Regions from separate parts of the Mus musculus genome. Here region 2 is linked to region 1. A link is a contact called in public promoter capture Hi-C data. All regions are on one chromosome and are shown on one strand. The core of a region is the stretch at or near the end of the contact, and the rest is flanking DNA. Distances in the headings are between cores, read along the strand shown. Region 1 holds the start of 4833413N01Rik (a long non-coding RNA gene). Region 2 holds the start of Klhdc8a (kelch domain containing 8A).

Region 1 (5,477 bases), core at 2,307-4,806:
GCTGCATGGCTGAACTAGAATCTAGGACACACAGATTATAGATACAAGAAGGTATCTGTAATATGTGTGTCCTGTGAGTTTTAACTGTCAATTTCACAACCTTGAATCACCTGGCAAGGTCCTTAGTGAGGCATTATCTAGATCAGTTGGCCTGTATGCACGTCTTCAGAAAACGGTCTTGATTGTTAATTGATATGGGAAGGCCCAGCCCATTGTGAGTGGCACTATTTCCTAGGCAGGGGTTCCTGAACAGCAAGAGAGGAGAAGACAGCTAAGAGCAAGCAAGCCAGCAGCATTCATAGCTCTAGTTCTCTCTGTTCATGACCGTCAGGGTGCAAATTAGGTTCCTCCTGCTTTGACTTCCCCACATTCAAGGACTTAGAAGCCAATTACACTCCTTCTTGTCTAAGTTGCTTTTTCTCAGAGTATAGTATCACAGTAACAGAAATGAAACTGGAGCAGGTCATTGCTCAGCCCAAGAATGTATCAAAAACTAAATCCTAAGTAGCTGTCAAAGAGACTGGTATTGTTATGATGTGTTTCCTGAAGGTTCATGTATTAAAGGCAGTGTTCAGAGGTGGGGCTTGGGGAAGTGGTTGGATCTCGAGGGCTCTGCCTTTATCAAGGTATTAATCAGTTGATGGACTCAAGATTGAACAGACAGTTGCAAGTGTTGGAAATGTGGAAAATGGCTCACTTCCTGCTCCGATGAGGGGAGCAGCTTCGCTCCTCACAACCTTCAGCCACGATGCTCAGCCACACCAGAGGCTTAGAGCACCAGATCCAGCTGACCACAGGCAGACAGAGATAGACAGACATACAGACAGACAGACACATCCAAATCATGAGCCAGCTGATCACAAAGACCTCCCAAACCGTGAACCAAGAAAAACACTTTCTCTTTGAGATTGTTCTCTTAAATGTTTATCACAGCAACAAAACTACAACTGACACAGATGGTCTAATTTAAAAACTAAGCAAAAATCCCAGCATGGCACTGCACACTGTAATCTGAGTACTTGGATGAGACAGGAGGCTCATGAGTTCAAAGCCACCCAGGGCTACAATGCAAAACCCTGGTTTTTTAATTGGTTTGTTTAAAAAAAATAAACAAAAGTAATTTCTATAAAAATACCAATGATAGTCTTCATATATATGAAAAAAGAAACTCCAAAAATTCATATAACACCACAAAGCCCCCCACCCCCCGATGCTAAACCAGTCCTTAGCAAAGAAAATAAAGGGGAGGGAATCACAAGCCTGGTTTCAAATCATACAACCAAGGACATACCTTTAATAGGAGCATTTAGAAGCTGAAATAGGAGGATGGTTAGTTTGAGGCTATAAAGCAAGACCCTCTTTCAAACACCAAACATCACAAAACAAATTACAAGACTGTAAAACCCAAACAATGTGACCTTGACATAAAAACAGATCTTTCAGTGGGGTGTGGGAGCTCCCACACTCTTATAATCCTGGCCCTTGGGAGGCAGAGACAAGAGGCTTGCCACAAATTCAAGGTGTCTATGGATTACATAGTAGTAAATTCCAGGCTGGCTGGCCAGTGCTACAAAGATAAATGAGACAATGTATCTCAAAATAAAGAAATAAGTTTTTAAAGGTCATGCACAAAAAGAGACAAAGGCACTCCATGGTTTTATACGTAATTGGAGAGCAAAACTGTGCCCCCAGGGCTAGTGGTGACATTCAGTGGTGATGTAGGTCACCTAGGATGGATCCCTAGCAATACAAAAACAAAAGTTAATGTAAAACTACAGAGCAGGACCAGCAAGATGGCTCATGTGGTAAGGACATTGGTGCCCTGGACTTATGTGCTGGAGGGAAATTTGAATGTGATGTAGTATATAATACTTGTAATAGAATTAAACAAGCTCAGAGATAGTATTTAGAGAATAGATTGTTAGCATCTATCAAAAAAAATTTTTTTTTAAAAAATGAACAGAATAGAGAGCTTATAGTCCCTCATGAGGAAAAGCTAGTACCGGAGCTCAACACAGGAGAGTGGAGGTGGGACCTGAAGCAGAGCCATGCAGAACACTGCTTTTGGCTTTCTCAGCCTGCTTGGCTGGCTTGGACCAAGCTGGTCTCAAACTCACCTCTAGATGCCTGCTGCTGCCTCCTAAATGCTGGGATAAAGATATGTATACCTGTGCACAGCCTTCAGCTTGCTTTTGCATCCGACCCAGGACCACCTGCCCAGGGGTGGCATCACCCATAGACTGTCCCCTCGCACAACCTTCATCAGTTAAGAAAATGTCTCGTAGACTTGCCTGCAGACCAGTCTGGTGGAGGGATTTTCTCAGCTGAGGTTCCCTCTTCCCAGATGATCTTAGCTTGTGACAAATAGACCAAAAAAAAAAAAAAATACGGAACACAGTATGTGTGTATTGAAATATCACAGCATATGGCATGGATGTGACAGTTGTGCAGAAGTTGAAGTTGTTCACATGCAGAGATAAAGTCCTTCAGAAGTCATTCAGGAGCACCTCCTAAGAGATAATAAGCATAGAAGGCACTGAGCCATACAGAACACAAGGCAGATGAACATGAAAAGCCCTGAGATACCACTGTTCCCCAATAGGATAGTTAACATTAACATGACCCTAAAGGACAAATGTTGAGAAGGCTGTGGGAACATTAGTAAACCAGGACAATCTTCCCACTAGCACAGCCACTGTGAAAAGGCATGGTGGCATCTGCATAGCATTCTGACCTAGCAACTCCATTTCTGGGCATAGAGTCAAAAAAAATGAGAGCCACCACCCACCAAAAGACAAAACATGGGTGTTCAGAAGAACCTATTTGTTGTGGATTCTATTTGAAAATAGTCTGAATATCTATCAAACTGGGGGCAGGGAACCTCACTCTGAAGACCAGGCTGGCCTTGAACTCTCAGAGATCAGCTCTACATGGTGCGTCCACAGAAGAAGCTATTCCTTGGCAATGAAAAGGAACCAGACACAGACACTCTCTCACAGACATCATTGAACAGGTGTTCTGGTGCTTTTTGGGTGGTCTCTAGAAATATCCTAGACCTTGATCTGATCAGAGGTCACAGGGATGTGTCCACATGTCAAAATTCACAATGTTGGGCTTTTTTTTTTTTTTAATACTTACACATTAAAATGTATGCAAGTTTAACTTCCTTTAAAAAGTAAATAAGCTTAAGTGTGTAACTCTGTGGAAGAGAGCTTGCCAAGTACATACAAGACCCTGGGATCACTGGGTGATGGTCGCACACACCTTTAATCTCAGCACGTAGGAGTCAGAGGCAGGTGGATCTCTGTAAGTTCAGGGCCAGCCTAGTATACAGAATGATTTCCAGGACATCCAGGGCTACACAGAGAAATCCTATCTTGAAAAACAAAACAAAAAACAAGAACAAGTTTTTAGAACAGAATAAGCTTGCTTGTCAGGTGTCTTAGTTAGGGTTTTACTGCTGTGAACAGACACCAAGACAACTCTTATAAAGGACAACATTTAATTGTGGCTGGCTTACAGTTTCAGAGGTTCAGTCCATTATCATCAAGGTGGGAGCACAGCAGCATCCAGGCAGGCATGGAGCAGGAGGAGCTGAGAGTTCTACATCTTGTTCAGAAGGCAGCAAGGAGAAGACTGATTTCCAGGCAGCGAGGAGGAGGGTCTCTCAAAGCCCATCCCCTCTAACAAGGCTGCACCTCCTAATAGTGCCACTCCCTGGGCCAAGCATCTTCAAATCACCACATCAGAATTTCCAGAATAAAGGTAGGAATGGTGATATATGCCTATAATCCCACGACTCTGGAGGCTGAAGCAGGAGGATCTTGAGTTTGAGGCAGTTCTGGGCTACACTACAAAATCTCATCTCAAAAACAAATGAACAAAACCAAAGCCCAGGGGTGGAGATGTCGCTCAGTTGGTCAGTACTGGCCTAGTATGCATGAAACCCTGAATTCCATTCCCAGCACCTTATAACCCCACACACCTATAACCCCAAAACTGGGATCCAGGCCTCTTGCTCAAACAAACAAGCCAAACAAAATAACCATGACAAAACCACCTACACACTAGACTTTCCAGAATAAAAGAGACCATTGTTAGGAGCCCTGAGAGCATCATTTTAGAAGTCACTGGCCATCAGAGCACCCCTCAGAGGTTAGGTGATACAGGACTCTACGGTAAATGAACGGCTGCAGGGTGTGAGAGCTGCCTGAGAATCAGAATCTCTGGTGTTTTCAAAGAGCAATGGGTACTGTTGAGAAGTCTATGGGAGGCAAACTTCCTCCTCATAGCTGCAAACCACTGACTATAAACCCCAGCCACCCCCCAAGCCTCTGAAGGCTGCTTAGACACTGCCACTGAGTCTCATCTTGTTTCTCTCCCAGCAAGACTTAGCATCTACATTTCTAGCAAGTTCTTCAGACATATTTTCGCTGCTAGGCCTCGCTTGTGTTTTGCCAAGCCAGGAGGGCTGTTTGTGTATGGTTGAATTCACGGGGGATTGCTGGAGATTGCTGGGGATGTAGTAGGGCAGAGTGCTAGCCTAGCACACACAAAGCCTTAGGTTCAGTCCTCAGCATTGTTTACACCAAGTTTGGTGGCGCATGCCTGCAACTCTAGTGTTCAGGAGGTGGAAGCCAGAAGGTCAGAAGTTCAAAGTCATTCTCTGTTACCTGTTGGGGAGAAGTGGGAGGGGGAGATAAACACAAACTAGAAGGACTGGCTTCTCACATCCCATCCGAGAAAGGATTTCTGTTCCCTAATGAATGAATATATATATATATTTTTTCTTCATCCCCTCCCCCCCAAAACGAATTTATGGGGACTGGCGCCTATGCTGCCTTCTGTTGACATTTTCTCTCTGTAGGAGTCACAACTCTCGCCATTTTAGGACACTGGGTCTCCATTCCTGCAGATGAGACCCCTCTGGCCACAATCCTGGACACATTCAGGCTGTGACTGCAGGGCTTGGGGTGGAATTCTGCTTTCCAATGGGAGATCACATGGGACAATGTCAGAAGTCCTTTGGACTCTCCAAGCTGGGCTGGCTGCTGCTGGTTTTCACACTGGCACATACTAAGCACCAGTGAAACGCCAGGTCCCGTACAAAGGCTCTCCAGGGTGGTTTCCTTTTCTCTAAGGTAGTTTCCCACTCATCTCTCCTCTTCCCACCCCTCCTGTCCTCCTTGGCACCCGTGGTGACTACACCCTCCCCTTTGCAGGCAGGCTGGGCACGTGGACCTCACGTGGATGTTTTGTAACAGAGGCTCTCTGCGCACGCACCTGTGCAAAGGACCTGCCTCTGCTCTATTCGAGCTCATGTGTGGGAAGGTGGCCCAGCTATCAAGGTAATGCTCTTGGCAAACAAGCTATTTCACCTGCCCTGTGCCAACCCCAACCACCCCTCCCCCCCACAGCCTACCAAAGCTCCACACTGCTGCCACAAGGGCAGTGACGTGGCCGTGGCGATGGCTGTA
Region 2 (5,404 bases), core at 1,084-3,583, 220 kb before region 1:
AAAATAAGGTCTCACTATGTCGGGTCTTACTATGTAGCTTGATCTCATAAGCCTTCTGCTCTAGCAGAGGCAAGTTTTTGGTTTTGTTTTGCTTTGCTTTGTTTTTTCAAGGCAGAGTTTCTCTGTGTAGTCTTGGCTATCCTAGAACTTTGTAGTCCAGGCTAGCCTCTGAGATTCGCCTGCTTCTGCCTCCCAAGTACTGGAATGAAAGGTATGCACCACTAAACTCTACTGCCAGGGAAGTCTTGAATTTGCCACTCTCTGCCTCAGCCTCCAGAGTAGCTAGGATTACAAGCCTTCAGCACCAGGCCTGGCTTTTCACCCTCTTGACAGGCAGGTCACAGAAACCCTATTGTCTACCCTGCTTGAGGGGGTTCTGGGCCCCAGCTTCTCCACAATCATGCTCAGAGCCCAAATTTTCTACCCTTTTCCTTCCTTCCCAGGGTCTAAGACTGTTCCAGGGGCAAACCAGATGCTTAAGAAAAGCTGTTTTCTGATCTGGCCGTGTGTTAGCCAGTCAGCTGGGGTATAATAGTAAAAGAGACAGGGACGGATGGGAAAGCGAAAGGTCACCCCACCGAGCCTACGGTGTGGAGGCAACTGTATATGAACTTGGGGTCTCTTAACTCCCATTCTCACAAAACTTTGTGTGTTTAGCAAAACTGCAGTTGGATCCCCTCGACATCACAGACTGTATTAGGCCCAAGAAGAGTGAAATGAAGGCTTTGAGAAAGTGAGAATTTTAAAACCACATGCAAGCAAGAGAACCTGGATAATAATGCAACATGAAACAAGCTTTTGGGACATTCTGACCCCCACTCAGTAAGTCTGAAACTGCAGTCAGAAGTAAACGAAGATCCTGGGATCAGGTCTCAAAGCCTCCTTGGGGGCCTGGTAATGGTAGAAGGATGGGGTGAGCATCCTCAGGGACCTACACAGGTAGGTTTGGGGGAGGGGACAGGCGGCCAAGGGCAAATGTGGTCATTCGGCTGAATGCCAGGGTCTGCAGAGTCATTGCAGATAACCCCGTGGCTCACACCTTGGCTCTCCCTCTGCAGTGGCCTGCCCAGCTTGCTGGAGCTGACTCCTGGCATCAGATGGAATTCCTAGACATTTCACCTGCTCAGTGTCCCTTTCCAATCTGTAAAGTAAGGGCAGTGGGTCTCTAGTTTTAGTGCTTAATGTAAGGCTCGAATGTTATAGGGAATGTGTATTGGCCACCCAAATCATGTTGCCTTACACCCGTGTCCCCCGTGACCCTTTACTTTCTTCCCTAATGCCCACCCTCAACCCTGGCCCCACTTGCCTTTGGCTGTGACAGAAATGCCCATGGCAGCCTCGCGCAAGACGCTTCTCTTCTTCCACTTGCCCTCATCGATGTTGTACATTTCCACGACCTTCACAGGCAGTTGATTGGTGCCCACACCCCCGATCACCATAATCCGCTTTCCTAGGGCAGTGATCGCTACCCCGGCCCGGGCTGTGGGCAGGGAGGGCAGGGAGGTCCACTGGTCGGCCTCGGGGGAGTAGACCTCGAAGCAGTCCATAGGGACGCCATTGTCATCACATCCCCCGATGGCATAGACCTGCCCCCCAGTCTCCAGCAGTGAGCAATAGACCCGGCGGCTAGGCAGTGGAGCAAGGCGCTTCCACTGAAAGTCCTTGACATTGGGCACTTCCATGGCAGCCCGGGGGAGGGCCCTGCTCGAGCGCCCCCACAGCGTCCGGGCAAGGTCCAGCCCCGGGGCCCGCGGGCTACACGGCGCCGGTCGGCGCGTCCCCTCTCTCAGCCTCCATCTCGCGCTGCACGGGCTCCCTGCCGACGCCCGCTGGCTTCTCCGGGTCCCTTGGGTGTCAGCGGGGCAGCGACGTCCACGCCTGGCTCCGCGGAAAGAACCTGGCGAATCTAGGGCAGCAGGGCGCCGGCGGTAGCTCACCCTTGGTCAACTTTGCAGGATGCGCCCCGCCCCCGCCCGGTCCCCCGGAGCTCGGAGCCCACCCCACCGCGCGTGGGCGCCGCGCTCGCCCAGCACTAGCTCCCGGGCGGCGCCTACAGCCGCGCGAAGCTTTCACGGTCCGCCTGGCAGCCGCGGAGCGGAGGACAGCGCTCCCTGCCCTTCCCAGCCCGCACGCCGCCGTCACCCGCGCAGGAGAGCGGTCGCCAGAAGCCGAGCTCCGGCCGGAGGACGCGGGTTCCCCGCACCGCCTCCCCGCAGCTTCCACACCTGGGCAGGAGCCCACGCGCCCCGAGGCGGAGGCTGTGGCCTGTGCGTCAGCCCCGGGCGACCAGGGCGAGCGAGGGCAGGGCCTGCAGTGTCTACAGGGTCGGAGACAGCCGGAGCAGGAGCCGGGTGCCCAGATGACAGGCAGATCCTGCCAGCGTGGGGGCGGGCGTTTGCGAGTGTTTGTTTTGGGTGAGGAGGCGGAGAGGCCAATTACCCGGTTTGTCTACAGTACACAGACCCAGTTCGTGACAGGCTGGCTTTGTTTGGGGGGAGGTATGCTCACATGGTCTAACCTCAGAAGCCAGTTAGGAGGCACAGATGTGGCAGGGATCTGCCGATCTAACAATTCTCACTCGTGTGCATGTAATTCACACAGAATCTTCTTTCCCTCCTAAGTGGAGACGTCCACAAAGCCTCAAATAAAGTCACAGACAGGGAAACCACAGCTGAACACACCAATAGACAAGCTGGGAGGACCTCACCTTCCAAACCCTTGTGCATCTGTAGTGTGCAAACCTGATTAACAAATCCCGGCCCTTAGCAGCAACTGCAGGACTGGGTGGATGGTCTCTCAAACCACCCAGCAACAGACCCTTCAGAACTGTAGTACCCAGTAATTCAAGTACCCATGATATACCGGACCACCTAGCAGTGTCTCCCCAAGCCCACGGGGTCCTCCTCTCTGGCTTCCTTCCATTCAGAAAGGCTCAAGCTCGGGAACCTGACAGACTGCTGTTCAAATGTTTGCTCTGGAAAACTTAGCTTCAGTTTCTACTCTGAGTCTGTGAGTGAGTGTGTGTGTGTGTGTGTGTGTGTGTGCGCGCACACACACACACACATACACATACTCACGTGCTTATATGTTGGTATGCATTTCCTCTCACTGTTGGGGATGGATCTCAGAGATGTGCACACGCTAGGCACTAAACTTTTATTTGTGATAAACTATAGAGTCACATGTGGTTGTAAGAAAGGAGTATTCTTTATCCGGTTTTTCCCAGTATTAAAATCCCACCAAGCTATAGGACAATGCCATAAACAGAGTATATTTTCATTACAGGGCTCCCACGTCACCTTTTGATATCTGGTAGGAGGACTCTATGATCCCCAGCCCCTGACAGCCCATGTCTGAAGCCTTGTCATTTCAGCCACGTTGTACAAGGGGCTGGGAATGGAGCTCACTCCTGGAGTATCATTGTTGAAAGAATCAATAGCTCTCTCTCTCTCTCTCTCTCTCTCTCTCCCTCCCTTCACCCCCTCTTTGTTTTCCTCAGTATGCCTGGAACTCACAATCTCCCTGCTATAGCCTCCAATTCTCCTCCCCACCCCACCCCCCAGCTTCCCATTTATTGAGGAAGGGTCTCTCACAGAAATCCACCTGCCTTTGCCTCCTAAATGCTGGGATTAAAAGTGTATGACTCTTCATCAGATTTTTTCCCCTTTATTTCTTTGTAATGTTCCGTGGTTGTAAGGTTTGTGAAGGCTGAGTGAGGTGATGTAGGGACTGTTTATCAAGTGTGATGCTTATCACCTTACCTTCTAACACAGAACCAGGGCCTGGGACATTCTTCCCAACACTCACACTGAGACTGTGAATTCTGGGAGAAATAGCAGCCCTAACTTAAAACAGGCCGATCTTAATATCTTGCGCTCTTGACCTAACAATTCTACTTATTTTTAAAGCTTAGATTCTTGTATTTGCAAAATCAGCACCTAGATCAACCACAGAAGGCTGTGTTCTCTTCTCCCTGTTCAATAAGAACTCACACATTCTAAGAGTGTAGTCTAAACTAATGACGTTTCACAGACAATACCTACCATTCCTGTTCTTGTAATAGGCCCCAGACCTTAGCACAACTGAGGCCATGATAGAAGTTCCATTCAGGCCTTGGAACCCAGCAGGAAGACAGCACCCTGCCAAAACAAGAACAAAGACCTAATCCATCAAAGTCCATAGTTCTGGGGAAGTCCCTAAATGTACTAACCTTGGATTTTACCTTCTGTACTTCTGCTTCCAGCTCTTGCTATATGAGGCACGACAACTCGGGATATGGTTTTTTGTGCTTATAAATTCACCCTGGAAAAGGCTCAGGACTATGCTCAGGTCCTGAACACTAAGTGGACTTGCCCGCTGGCTAGTGAAGACTTTCTCTGAGCTCAAAGCCATGTCTGAGTAGCCTTCTCTGGCGGATCCCTCACAACCTTCTTAGGAAGCTGTCTTTCCCGAAGGAATATGGGATGGACCCTGACCTGGGGCTGACTCAGTTTCTCAGCTCCAGCTAGTGGTGAGCGGGATGAATGGAAGCCACAGTCTTCTCAAATGGGTTTGTTGGGATCTATCTGTCTTCAGCCTCACTTGCTAGGAGCCTTCACTGAAGCAGCAAAACCAAGCAAGTAACTTCTCCCACCCCTCCCAGCGGGTGGGCAGAGTTCCCAGAGCCCAGCCCTTGCAACTCCAGTCTCTCATAATCTTCCACTGTGGGGACACTGCCAGGCATCTGTGAGCATCTGTGTCTCACAGAGGAGTCTGACACTCGGAGAGTGCCTCACTTAGAGCTGGCAACTCATTCCAAGGACTCAGGGTTGAAGACTCCCAATGACAAATGAACAAATTATGTATTAGTAAGGAGGCTGAGATGTTTCTGTTCTCCTGAGGCCTCTGGTCTTTTGTCCAACTGCAGCAAGGGAAGGCGCCCAGAGCCCAAAGGGATCCCACTAATTGCTGAGTGTCTCACCTAGGGAGATGCCAGCATTCAGCCCTGAACAGGCCCTGTTCCAGCTCAGGGCTTGCATCCATAGGCTTTACTCTGTGCAGACCACAGGGGTGGAGAGACTCAGCCTTGGAAAAGTAGGAAAAGTCGGTTTGCTTCCGGGCTATGCCCAGTCGCTAATTCTGGAAGTTTGGCTTATTTCTTTTCCTCTCTCCTTCCCCCACCGCTCTCTCCTCACAGCCAGGTAACTTCCTTTAGTCTTTACATTGAGGCACATTAAAGCAGCTTGTAACCTAGCAACCACCACTTAAGATTCCCTGAGTCACCTGCAGTTCTCATGCCTGGGCTGACTGCATCAGGTCTGGGCCTTGAGCAGTGCCAGGCCCAGAGGGAGTCCGGTGTGTCCTTTGATTCCTCTTTGCCCTGTTCTAGTGTGGAGTCACTCTCCCATTCAGAAGTTCTTCCTCA

The links. Capture Hi-C pulls out chosen DNA fragments and counts their contacts.
Region 2: a promoter capture Hi-C map of pancreatic islet shows a contact between it and region 1. The contact joins the promoter of Klhdc8a here to the promoter of 4833413N01Rik in region 1. A contact is called at or near these places in 5 of 39 promoter capture datasets (the SN4741 cell line, cranial neural crest, hematopoietic stem and progenitor cells and 1 more), 2 of 115 datasets of contacts at active chromatin or transcription factors (embryonic stem cells and pancreatic cancer cells) and 2 of 9 other capture datasets (embryonic stem cells and pancreatic islet).

Annotation. Positions count from the first base shown.
Region 1 is chr1:132,075,606-132,081,082 of GRCm38.p6, reverse strand. 4833413N01Rik (a long non-coding RNA gene) reads right to left here and starts at 3,556. Exons shown (of 2, transcript XR_878526.3): 1 at 3,521-3,556; 2 at 907-2,510.
Region 2 is chr1:132,295,555-132,300,958 of GRCm38.p6, reverse strand. Klhdc8a (kelch domain containing 8A) reads right to left here and starts at 2,333. Exons shown (of 5, transcript NM_144810.5): 1 at 1,307-2,333. The coding sequence starts at 1,682. It overlaps Gm51645 (a long non-coding RNA gene), which reads right to left. Exons shown (of 4, transcript XR_003947998.1): 4 at 3,578-4,139.